3 separate regions of the Gossypium hirsutum genome follow, and all the other regions are linked to region 3. A link is a contact called in public Hi-C data. All regions are on one chromosome and are shown on one strand. The core of a region is the stretch at or near the end of the contact, and the rest is flanking DNA. Distances in the headings are between cores, read along the strand shown. Region 1 holds the start of LOC107956775. Region 2 holds the start of LOC107891366 (zinc finger A20 and AN1 domain-containing stress-associated protein 10). Region 3 has its middle 12 kb from the start of LOC107891390.

Evidence for each region. A called contact is a pair of places that touch in the nucleus more often than the background predicts.
Region 1: a Hi-C map of leaf shows a contact between it and region 3, with 3 times the contacts expected there. The contact joins the promoter of LOC107956775 here to the enhancer-like site in region 3. A contact is called at or near these places in 5 of 34 Hi-C or Micro-C datasets (callus, hypocotyl and leaf).
Region 2: a Hi-C map of leaf shows a contact between it and region 3, with 2.8 times the contacts expected there. The contact joins the promoter of LOC107891366 here to the enhancer-like site in region 3. A contact is called at or near these places in 9 of 34 Hi-C or Micro-C datasets (callus, leaf and petal).

What each region holds. Positions count from the first base shown.
Region 1 is chrA11:85,652,468-85,656,692 of Gossypium_hirsutum_v2.1, forward strand. It overlaps LOC107956775, which reads right to left and starts at 1,546. Exons shown (of 1, transcript XM_016892302.1): 1 at 1,151-1,546. The coding sequence starts at 1,546. The coding sequence ends at 1,151. It also overlaps the pseudogene LOC107890937.
Region 2 is chrA11:85,255,730-85,259,768 of Gossypium_hirsutum_v2.1, forward strand. LOC107891366 (zinc finger A20 and AN1 domain-containing stress-associated protein 10) reads right to left here and starts at 1,863. Exons shown (of 2, transcript XM_016816141.2): 1 at 1,530-1,863; 2 at 1,273-1,409. The coding sequence starts at 1,863. The coding sequence ends at 1,273. LOC107891346 (septin and tuftelin-interacting protein 1 homolog 1) reads left to right here. Exons shown (of 2, transcript XM_016816109.2): 2 at 1-1,178. The coding sequence ends at 624. It overlaps LOC107891353 (RNA polymerase sigma factor sigA), which reads right to left. Exons shown (of 10, transcript XM_016816121.2): 5 at 3,755-3,883; 6 at 3,536-3,589; 7 at 3,372-3,449; 8 at 3,209-3,271; 9 at 2,917-3,029; 10 at 2,210-2,545. The coding sequence ends at 2,437.
Region 3 is chrA11:85,489,186-85,493,405 of Gossypium_hirsutum_v2.1, forward strand. No RefSeq gene overlaps it. Among protein-coding and RNA genes, the nearest start is that of LOC107891390, 12 kb to the right of the region's middle. Within about 2 kb of position 1,561, at least 4 of the 9 cell types and tissues checked have an H3K27ac peak or open chromatin away from gene starts, as enhancers often do. A contact at or near this core is called in leaf, where this site is marked.

The sequences.
Region 1 (4,225 bases), core at 296-2,795, 160 kb after region 3:
GATTTGTTTCCTTAGTTATACTTTTAGCTTTCACAACTTTGATTGTTAATGTGTGGATGTGAGCTTAATATCATTTTATGCACGTTAAATTTTCTTTTATTTGTCTACTCATTTTTATACTATTTTTATTCATTAAAAGAGTTTGCTATCCATGCATATTGTCTCATATTTATAACTTCGCCTTTTACTCGGAATTGACTCGTTGAGATTTTAAACTTATTAATCCAAACTAACTATTCTATTCTATTTCAAGTCAAATTAATGCGTTTTAAGCTAGTTTTATAATTATCCATTTAAAAATTCTTTAAAACAAATGCGATGTTCGATGTTTGGCAATTCGGGGAATCGTGCCCTATCATGCTGGGTTGCAATTTCCTTTTTGTTCAAAATAATCGAATATTCCTTTAGAATTTCACTCATGTCTTTAAAAATTCTTTAAAACGAAGGAAATGTTCGATGTTTGGCAATTCGGGGAATCGTGCCCTACCATGCTGGGTTGCAATTTCCCGTTTGTCCAAAATAATCAAATGTCCCTTTAGAATTTCACTCATGTTTTCTAAATTCTAAAACAAGGCAATGTACAATGTCTAGAAATTAGAGGAATCGTGCCCTACTGTGCTGGGTTTCGGTTTTTCTCGTTGGACTAAATAATTGGGCATCCTTCTGTGATTTTCAACATATAAACTTTTGGAACTCGAAATTTATCGTGCTTTCGAGGGTATAAAGGATCGTATCATATCATGCTGGATGTGATGCTATATTCTTCTGAAACAAGAGAATTTTGATTACCAACTTGAACCATTCAAATGTTTTCAAAGGAATCACATTTTAAAAACATTTTTAAATCTTAGATATAAGGACATTATTTAATCAATTTGGTACCAATTTTAGGCGTAGTGAGGGTGCTAATCCTTCCTCATGCGTAACCGACTCCCGAACCCGTTTTCTCAAATTTACGTAAGCCAAAATTGGTTTAAATGGAGTAACATATTTTATTAAGGTGATCCAATCACACCGAAACAAAAAGATTGGTGGCGACTCCACATTTCCGTTTTCAAAGTCGATCCCCTATTTTTCTTGTTTTCAAAAAATGGTTTCGACAGCTAACATCTGCCAACTACTGACAAATTCAAATTGATTTAAGCAATTCTCAAAATTCAGAGTCATTTTTCATTCTATACCTGAATAAAAGCACTATGATTGCAAACACCATCATCGACGATGAGTTTCCAACACCTAGAAACACAGAAAGAATGGTAGCGCAATGAGACAATGTTGGAACAAGGACAAGACTGACAACAACCATTTTCTCCAAAGGTTGATTATGAGAATGAATTTTCCCACCCTTTCCAGATAGAAAGAACAGTATATAGCTACCACCAATAACTGTAAGCAAAAGTGAAGCAAGTTTATACACTGTGTCTTCCCTATTTCTGGGCCTATCTGATAATGGAGAAAGGAAGCAATGGGTGGGAATGAAGGAATGAAGGAAAATGATGGATATGCCACCAATTGTTGATGGGTCTTTAGCGTTGAAACTCTCCATTTTTGCCTTTTTATTCAAAGTGGAAAGGAGATTGATTCTGTGTTACTTGAATTCAAAATAACTACTTTTCTATTCTTTCTTCTTCTTTTTTTAATTTCATTCTATGGAGAAAAACAGTGAAAGAATAAATTGGTTGGTGTCTGTTGAAGCATTGAAAAACAACAAAAATTATAATATATATACCAATTTTATTGTAAAAGTTTTAGGGATTTCAATATTTGAGAAGGGATTAGGGATTTTAATGATAGGTTTTAATTTTAAGGTTTTTTTTATAAATTCTTCGTTTTTTAATTTCGTATTTACTTCTTTTTTTTTTGACAGATTAGCATGTCACATAAGCTATTTCGTTGACCAGCGCTTGACTGGTGGTTAACTGACGTTTTCCGTTAAAGCCAAATTGACTTGTGAAAAAATCGTAATGTTGATGATATCAATACATAAAAAAAAAAGTCAAGGGCACAAAATTAAAAATCCCTAAATATCGAGGGTATTATATGGAATTATGCCAATAGAAAAAGGGCGTAGAAAGTAAAGCAACGTGGAGGTGGCCCTTGTGGAGTTAGTGTCAGTGACAGAACAAACAGATATTCTAAAAGGTTCCCTAACTCCAAGGCCAAAAATCTTTGCGGCAAAATTTGTAGAACCGAAAACAGTAAACCTAACAAGTATCATCGAACACAAAGAAGACAGAGCTACCCATGAAATTGTTTGATGCTCATTGCCACCTTCAAGATCCCAGAATTCTCAACAAAGCCCCCAAACTCATTTCCACTGCTTTGGATTCTGGTCTCCTTAATTTTGCTGTTAATGGTGTTTCTGAGGTCGCTCCTTTTACCTTGGATTTCTCATTCATTTTCCTATTTTATTTGTTTTTTTATAATGATATTATGTTTGGGTTTTTCTTGAAAACTGTAGAAAGACTGGCATTTGGTCAAAGAAATGGGAGACAAGTATCCTTCTGTTATTCCATGCTTTGGAGTTCATCCTTGGTAAAATGGTTACTTTTAAAATGAATACTTAGATATAGTTTTTAGGCTCTTCTCTTTTACTGTTTTCATTTGTTGCAGGTATGTTCCTCACAGAAGTCCAAATTGGTTTACGACTCTCAAGGAATTCTTTGAAACCACTCCTTCTGCTGCTGTTGGAGAGGTAAATTTATTTCTTTTACCACTAATTCTACTTAATTTCTTAATATCTAACCAAGGGTATTTAGTTTTATTTTAGTTTGTGCAGTCCATAGGTCTGATGTAGAGTTTTAACTTCAGTTTTCCAAATTTCATGGTAAAAAAGAAAATATTAAAACAGAAGGTTTCAGGACTAGATTCTTACACTATTGTGCTTGGATTTATATTTGTTCATAGCTACCTCTTAAATAACAACATGCTTTTGCACATTTCAGATTGGTTTGGACAAAGGCTCAAAAGGAAGGGAGATTGATTTTAATGATCAGGTCCTCACTGTTTTTGTGCTATCTTGATTGTCATTTATTTTGTATTAATTCTATTTTTTCATAAGGCAGCATACTTTCTGTTTTCTCTAAGGCAAAAAGAGCAGCTCCATGCATAATAAAAAGACTTGCATCCTGTTTACATGTTGCCATTACTTGGTATGAGTGCATGTATACTAGTCATTTTTGTAAAGTTTTCTGAATCTTTAAGTTCTATCTTCCAGATTGACGTATTTAGGCAACAGCTAGAGCTTGCAAAAGAGTTGAAAAAACCAGCATCAGTCCATTGTGTTCGTGCATTTGGCGATCTCCTTCATATAGTGAAGTATGACTTTGTCTACATCTATTTGTAACCGAGATTTTATCTTAAACAAATTACTGGGGACTATTTAGAAAATGTTTCAGCCACTTAGTAGATAACAAATAACATTATGAAGGCAAGAAAGCCTTCGAAATCTCTGGCACTTATCACTATTAGTGTCTTTGCTAGAAATGCTCATTATCAGGCATGTATCTTAGCTGCTTGTTTACTGATGTACATGTAAGATGCTATAGTTAATGTATGCGTTTCCTTACTGCAATGTATCTTATCACTATTAGTGTCTTTGATAGAATTGCTCATTACCAGGCATGTATCTTAGCTGCTTGTTTACTGATGTACATGTAAGATGCTTTGGTTAATGTATGTGTTTCCTTACTGCAATGTATTAATATCCTCAGGGACATTGGATCTTTCCCAGATGGTCTCCTCCTCCATTCTTACTTAGGCTCTGCGGAGATGGTTCCTGAATTTGTCAAATCCGGTGCTTACTTTTTATTATCCGGGTACATCATGCCCATGAAAGTGCAGAAGGCCAAGAAAATGTTGAAGACGGTTAGTTCATCGAGTTTATTGTTCCATTGATCTGATCATCATGTAACAAAGTATACAATTGTTTCACCTCTGAAATTCCTGCAGATACCTTTAGAAAGGATCCTCTTGGAGTCGGATGCTCCGGATGCATTGCCACATTTAGAGTTAAGCTCTCTGTTTTTGGTCGACGAAGATCCTTCCCTTCCACAAGAAATTTTTGCTCATGGGAGAACTGCTGCGCTTCAAATGTTAGCACTTCCTCTGATACGTCAAGAGACGCTTATTCATTGCCAAAAGACATGCTTAATCATCCGGCAAACATACATAATGTATAATTTCTAGTTCAACTGATGGGTATCTTTTCTATATGGCTGTAGAC
Region 2 (4,039 bases), core at 613-3,112, 230 kb before region 3:
GATCAGTTTTATTGGGTTATGTCTTGGGCCTCTGCAATTCCCATTCATCTCATGGTTGATTTGATGGAGAAATTTTTCTTTGTAAAGTGGCTGCAGGTTTTGTATCATTGGTTGTGTTCAAAACCCGACTTTGAGGAGATAAAAAATTGGTACATGGGTTGGAAGGGACTTCTGCCACAGGAGCTTTTGGCTAATGAAAGCATCCGCAATCAACTTAACTGTGGTCTTGAGATGATGGTTCAGGCTGCTGACCATGTACCAGTAGTGCAGCCTGGTTTGAGGGAGAATGTTACATATCTTAAGGTGCGTGAGCAGAGGCAGTTTGAGGCTCAGCAGAGAGCAGCCGCACATGCACAACAGCCAGCTGCAGCCCAGATGGATGGTGTTCCTGAGATGAGTTTGAAGGAGGTAGTTGAGACCTATGCACAGCAGCATGAGTTACTATTCAAGCCCAAGCCTGGAAGGATGCATAATGGTCAACAGATATATGCCTTTGGTAACATAAGTGTAATAGTTGATTCACTTAACCAGAAAATTTTTGCCCAAAAGGATAATGGTTGGTCCCTGGTCTCACTTGATGATTTGTTGAAAATGCACTATAATTCTCTTGCGAGGAGACGTTGAATTTTAGGTAGTTCACTAGGAAAGATGCTGCAGTGAGAAGTTGTTTTGAGTTTTAAGCTGTCCTTTGAAAGGAGGTTGGTGGTTTCTCTGGTTATAGAGGTCAAATGTATTATGCATGAAATGTTTTGAGAACACAAGAGTTTAGTTCCCCCTTGATTTTTCAATTATAGGAATTGAGAATTTCTTGGAAATGCTCAATTCAGAGCGTTACATGGGTGTCTTCTGATCTTGTAAATATGTTATTCAGCAGTACTGTCAGTAAACATGGTTTCTCTATTTCGAAGGAGGCTTGCCAGGTTCTCTCCTTTTATTATGTATCGGTGACCTCTACTCTACCCTGTATGTTGGCTTTTCTGGGCATTAACCACTGGGGATCCATCTGGCATGTCCAGATTCGTAGGAACCAGGTTTGACCATTAGCAATGTAGGCATTACCATTCATCTGGTAAATAATGTTTTGCCCGATTGTAATCTGACATTATTCTCAATCAACTTTGATGTGTAGGGATGGTTTGACATGATGATGGCAATGAAAAAGCTTCTTGATTGTTGAATGTCAAAGATCCATATAAACATATTTTTTTTATTTTTATCAGCAATTAATGCATAAGGATTGGCATTGTGTTCTTTGACATGTTCATCTTGAAGCTAATATTGTGCAGGTTGAATTGGCTTGCTTTGAATGGTCATCTTAGAATTAATCTGATCAATTTCTAACCACAGACCAGACATGTAAGCACTAAACTTGATATCCGGTGAATAGAATATCAATAGTTTAATACTTGCTGCAATAAAAGCAAGATAAGGTAAAATGAAGCAGACCGATTATACGAATAAGATATAATAGAGTTACATCCTGGATTTGAGTTTGTCTCCCCTTATAACCGGGTTTTCTTTAGCTAAACCTCGACGACCGGCCTTCTTGAAATCGTAGTTGCAGGAATGTTCCAAAGGGTAGCGGTGGAACTGACAGAAAACTTTGCCCCACCGACATGTAAACCCCATCAAGCCAAGCTTCCTGTTGCAGCTTTCACACCTGTTGATTTTTGAAGGACTAGAAATTAAGGTTGCAGAAACAACCGAATCAGAAGGGCTTGGTGCAGCAGCTGAACTAGTAGGATCATTCATTTTGGCCGATTTGGAGAGCTCTAATTTGTAACACTTGGAGCATAAATCCTTGGTCTCCACCGAACCATGGAAACCACAGCCGTTTGCACATAAAGGAGTAGCAGTCACCATCTTTCTTCTTCTCTGCTTTCTTGATCTTATCTTGGTTACTGCTAGAAAATTCTGAGAGGACTTCGAACTTTTTTCAGCTTATTTTTGTTTGCTTGAATGGAGTTGCTATCTTTGAAATGTTAAAAAGAGTGTTGAAAAGAGGGAGGGAGAGAGAGTCTAGAAGGCTTCGAGTCTAGAAACCCCCGTGAAGCTATCGGTGGATTATTGTACAACAGAATTACTATGAAGTTTTGGTAATCGAAATTTTTTGGCCGAACTTTTTCCTATTTGTTGACTATTAAGCTTTTAAAGTACTTTCTTTATTATCATAACTACAGAAAAAAAAAAACAGATCCAAAACCGGGTATTTGTGTCCAGAAATATAATACATAAAAAATTTGCTCCAACTTAGAGATTCTTAATCAGTTTGTTGGACACTTGGACTCTTGTCACAGCAAGTTTAGGATTTTTGGTCCCTTACCCTGAGCTTCTATAGTGACTCTTGACAAGGAAAAGTAATTTGAAGATACAAATTTTCCCTCTGTATATATATACAGTCATTTTTTATCATGTGTATGTTGAAGAGTTACAAAATCAATGTTTGACAAGCATGGCTTCCATTTTCTTCTTCCTCGCTGCGTGTTTTAGTTTCTCCAGCGCCACAAGTCCGACTTGCCTAACTCTCTCCCTGGATAAACCTATGCTGAAGAATCAACAAAAGAAGAAAAGGTCAAATGGTGTTCGACATTGAACGAAATTTGCATGAGAAATGAAACCAGAAAGAGACTGTTGAATACCAACGAAGTCCGCATACATGTAAAAGAAAATCTGTATATATGAACAAACATGTCCTTTTTTTTTTCTTCTTCTTTGTATTATTATTTTCAACATCAATCACTGTGACATGAGGAATAAATATCTATGATATTTGCTTTGTTAATGACATAGACATCAAGGTGATCTTAAGTATAAAACAACTAAAGCTTTGCACTCAATATCATGTATTATCTTTTACTCTAACCGGTTGTTGATGGTAAATAAAATAAAAAATAAAAAAACTATGCATATGCTCACCGTTTACTGATGTCCTCCCATGTAAGACTTTCCTTATCCAAACCATGATAAAGCCGTATAATCTCCCTTTCTCGTTCTCCGAGAGTTATATCGATTAGTCTGTTCACTTCATCCTGTAAATGTAATGCAACATCGAAATCCAGATGCACGACAAAGAAACAGTTAAAATGTAAAGCTTAGCAGTAGCAGATTTTACATATTATTATATCATAAAATCAGTCTCCGATTTCCCTCTTTATCTAAAATAGCAAGCACTATGAGCCTCACTTCTGGCTGTATCTAAAATATATACCTTGAGTGCCCACTCATCTACTCCATGCCATGGATTGTTTTCTACATGGTTATCTGCAATGTACTGAAAAGATGAAAGGAAAATTGTTAGTAGTCGATAACAGGAAAGAGGAAAAGGGGGATTGAAATTCTATAGAGTTGGTTCATATAAAACATGAACTTACACTATGGTGAGTCTCTCCAGGAAGACCATTCAAAGACGGGAAAGCATCCCTGTCAAGGGAGAAGACCTTACTGACTGCCTGCATTTAGTGAAAAGATAGCATGAGCATGGAAAGTGCAATTGCAATATATAGTTCCTAGAAAGTAAGTTCCGAAAAAATCGTACCTCTGTGGCATTCCTAACTTTCTTCTGAGACATGTTCAGACTCTCAGCAATCCTCTGAAAGTATAAAAGAATCAATTACTTAAATGATGGCTCGTTGAGAGAATAAGATACTTGGCTACTTGCATAAAGTAAAGACTGGACATAGAAATTAAACATTTATTTATTTTGAAATAAAATGATGCAGTTCAAATCAAGCTAAATGTAATGGGAGCCACTTACATCAATAGTCGGTGTTATTCCTTTCTCCTCCAGCCTATATTTTGCATTTCGGATTAATCCCAATCTTTCATGCAAATATGTAGGCAATCTTAATGTTCTTGAGTTCTCAACCAGTGCTCTAGAAACACCCTGAGATGAAGTATGAACTATGTTAGATTTTGTACAATCATAAGAAGATAAATACAAAGCTACAGAAGCATTAGGTTGTACAATCATAATCGCACATCTCAATTGACAATCTCAGGCACCATGCTCTTGCATCAACGATAATATTAATTTAGAAAC
Region 3 (4,220 bases), core at 311-2,810:
TTTCTTATATGATCAAAACAGAAGAAATGTTAATGTGGATATGGGGTAGAGCATTGGGCATGGCTGTTGTAGCGAAGCACTGAATTTTGTGTCAAAATTGAGGGTTGAAGGAAAGTCAAGCTGACTGTTTTGATAGGTTCTTTGGGGTTCTAAGAAGTCTACAATACAATGGTATAGACCTGCAGGGCATCTAACTTTGTGTAAATCATTAAACAAAGCCACTGATATGTTAGAATGCCATAAAATTGCTCTGATAAGTCCTAAGGTGCAATGACTGAAGTTCATCTGATGGGAAAATGTTAAAAATTGTAATGGAAACTATATCCAATATAAATTCTTGCAAGAACATGCTGTCACTGGACTAAAAGAGACATGGTAGCTTTCCATTATTATGAACTCTCGAACAACCAATGTTCAATTCCAGGATGCTCCTTGTTTGTTATGTGTTCTAAGGTTAACTTCCTCGCCTGTTCCATTTTGACATTATCATCTTTTACTGCTCTTATATATACTTTTATAGCTTATATTTGCAATTTTCAAAAAATAGGAAAAGTTCATACATTTTGAGTTGTCATTTTAGCAGCTTACTGGGTATTCACAATAAGTAGGGAATATGATGAAAGGAATTGAGACTGAAGGTGAACCATAAATGTTACACTGATAGCTAAACCTGGCTTTCATGCCCTTAGATGATATATTTGCATTGTCAAAACATAAGCAATTACAGGATTTCATGGAATTCTAATTTTTAAAGATGATTTGCTGGGTCTTTCCTTAATAAAGTAGTACTATAAAGATTGATTTGTTGGACTCCATGTATCTTATTTGTTAGGTCTTTCCTTAATAAACTAGTACTATAAAGATTGATTTGTTGGACTCTGTGTCTCTGAATAGCATATCACTGAGAATTATGATGTAGCACTATTATGGCAATTTCATTAATACCTTCAACACCTACTTACCAGTTACTTAAAAGCTGAAATTGCTCAGTTCAACACTCAGCAGTTGCACACATGCTTAAATGAACTCTTTTTTCTTGAGTTTCAAATCATGATCAATGAGACTTTCTTGTCCAAAGTGCAATTTACATGATTTTGGCACATAAAATGTGCTTGGCTGCATCAGTTTGCAGAGCTTCCGGACCTTCCTTATTGCAGCATCGAGCATTCAAGGGACAACCGAGGCAGGCATGGCATACAAAGCCATATGTGAGGAGGTAGAAAGTGCAGATGAAGCAGCAGCAAGACAGAAATGATAAAAAAGCATTGGCAACATTTTCAAACTGAGAAACCCAAACTCCTTTCAATTATTCTCCATAGTTTCCTTCACTTATGAAGGGTCTTCAATTAGTTTTGGCTAGTAGCAGTTGTACCCTTCCTATCCATAGTATTCCATTACCATTAAGAGTCAAATCTTTAGGTGGAATTTATAACTGCATACACTAAAAAAGGGGAAAGCCAATTAATTCACTTGCCGTGGAATTTATTGCAAGGGGCACAACCATTGGGTGTTCATATGATTCTTTCTTTTTGTCATTTAGTCTGCCATTTATTTCAGTTTGGGTTTTATATGACTGAATGGTTGCCAAGGTGTGGATTCTGATTGCTCACATTGTTTGTGGTAAACGTGAATTTGGCAGGACTTGTGATGTCAGACACACCCGCATGCAAAAATACAAGCAATGATTTGATGATGGATGGAATTTGTTTGGTGGGAGAGGAAATTTGAGTGGAAAGTTAAGCATGTAATGTTAAAGGGACTTCCCTTGTTTTGTTTGGTTAGGAGGATTTATTGGAAGCAAAAGAAATATATACATGGAAGAGCTTTCATGCTTTCAACCCAAAATACCATTTTTTTTTCATTAATTAAAGTGGAATTTTCTTTTTTATTAGCTTTTCTTGCAATTGAATATGAGTATTATTAAGAAATTGGATGTTGTTAAGTTTATGGTCAAATCTTATGATGGAAAAAATAGTATCAGAAGAGTTTTATCTTCGTTTATAGAATTTGATTCGACTCAACTTTAGATTTGGTCAAAATTTAGTAGGATTATAAAATATCGAAAGAGTAAATAAAAAGAAAATTTTTATGCTTTCAAGACAAATTACCTCTTTTATATATATATATATATATAATTGGAGTGATTAACTAAAGTAAGTTTCCTTTATTCTCATCCTTCCTTTTTAATAAAAGCAAAAAGAGTCGTAATCCCAAATAAAGTTTCATTTTTTCTTATATAAAGAGATAATTTGATGATAAAAAATTACAGATATTTAATTTTGAATAAAAGATTATTACACAGCATGGTTTGAAATTATTATACAATAAAATTTGAAAAATTTTAAATATTTTAAAATATTATTATAAAAATAATAATAAATTCCGAATAAAAACAAATTAATAGAATTAAACTTGCCTTAATTTTAACTATTACTAAAAGTGCGTCAATTCATTCCATCTTTTTTAGCCATAAATTAAGCACTAAGAAATTAAAATAAAAATTGAAATATATAGATAAAATAAAAAAGAAAGAGACAAGTGACAATTTATTATATTATAAAAATATTGAGGATGAATTAGATTTAATAATAAAAAAAGGGGGTGAAAGTCACAAATTGCCCCCACCAATAAAGTGAATCCTAGAAAAACAAATCAATGGCTTGTTCAAAACGTAAGTTTTGCAGTGCTTTCTTCACTTCCTAAGATTTACTTGTGTGTGTTTTTTCTACATTGATAGTGCTATTTTTCTACTACCTTTATTTATCTTCTTCATTCACTATATTTTCAAATTAGCTTGCTTTTAAGACTAGTTGTTATTATTATTATTATCTAAATTACTCAACTTTCAAGTAAAAAAATAAATTGGAACTATCCGTACTCCCTCCCAAACTTATAAATACGAGAATAATGTACATCTTTTTGTATTGATAATAATGTATATACTAAACTAACTAAAATAAAAATATAAGTGGAGAAGGAGGTAACAAATATATAAATGTGATTCCCAAACAGACTTATTTATTATTATTTTTCATTCCCCCATTTCTCCCTTATTTTAATTCAACTCTCCATTTCTCCATAAGCATCCGTTACACTGCAACTCTTTTCATTGACATTTTCTCACATATCCTCCTCTTCCTCCTTACTTTTGCTTTTCATACAACTAATATAATACATATAGATAAATTTGATCCTAGAATCACTCCTTTGACTTGTTTCATCTCTCAACAAGACTGTACAAAATCCAAAACCATCTTTTGTTTTTATGTCAATGGGTAGCAGCAGACAGATTAGTAGTGTAACCCTCTTTCACCTCTCACTTCTTCTTCTTCTTGTTGTTATTATTATCCTCCCTGTCAGCAATGGAGCCATTTACAGAATCCATGATCTAAGCCTCACCAACAAACATAAGGTGATGATGATGGACTTGAAACACTTTCCCATCAATCTTCTCACCAAAGGTGTTCCCATTCCTCCCTCTGCTCCATCGAAGAGACACAATGTCCAGCCTGATGATGCCTTCCTTGGTTCAACACCAGCCAAAGATGGCCAAAGAGACTAAGCCTATGTGCCTCCTAACCCTTTTTTTATGGGTCACAATCAACAATGGTGCTCACTGTTTTACCAGTTGTTTTTCAGTTTGCTTGAGTGGTATGTTATTTTCATATTCTTGGGAACAAGAAATCATGATCCCAGAGTTTTTTGTCTTCTTTTTTTTTTTTTTTGTGATGAGCTTGAAATTTTGATATTTGTTAAAAGAAAGTTTGAAGAATTTTTGTTTATTATTATTTAATTTAGATTATGGAGCAAAAGGGATGGTGCATTAATTTACAAGTCCATTATTTCAACGCTAATAGATAACTGCTGCAATTACGATGATAGATTACCAAACAAAACGTAGCTACTCAACCTAAATCAGCTACTTGGATTTTCATTTCCACTTATCCTATTTTGTTTTGGGAAATTTATACATAATGTGAAATTTATAGATAAACTATTATTTGGTGTAAATATACACGTTAAATTTATATTGTTTTAATTTTGATTCAATTGTACATACAGACATTTTCATATTGGATTAATGTAATTATTCGTGTATGTAATATCAAACAATGATTATTTGATAATGTTATTATTGATATTTGAAAACTGAAATCAAATTAAAATTTTATTTATAAAATCGTACAAAATCAAATTTTATGAATTAAAGTGCACATATA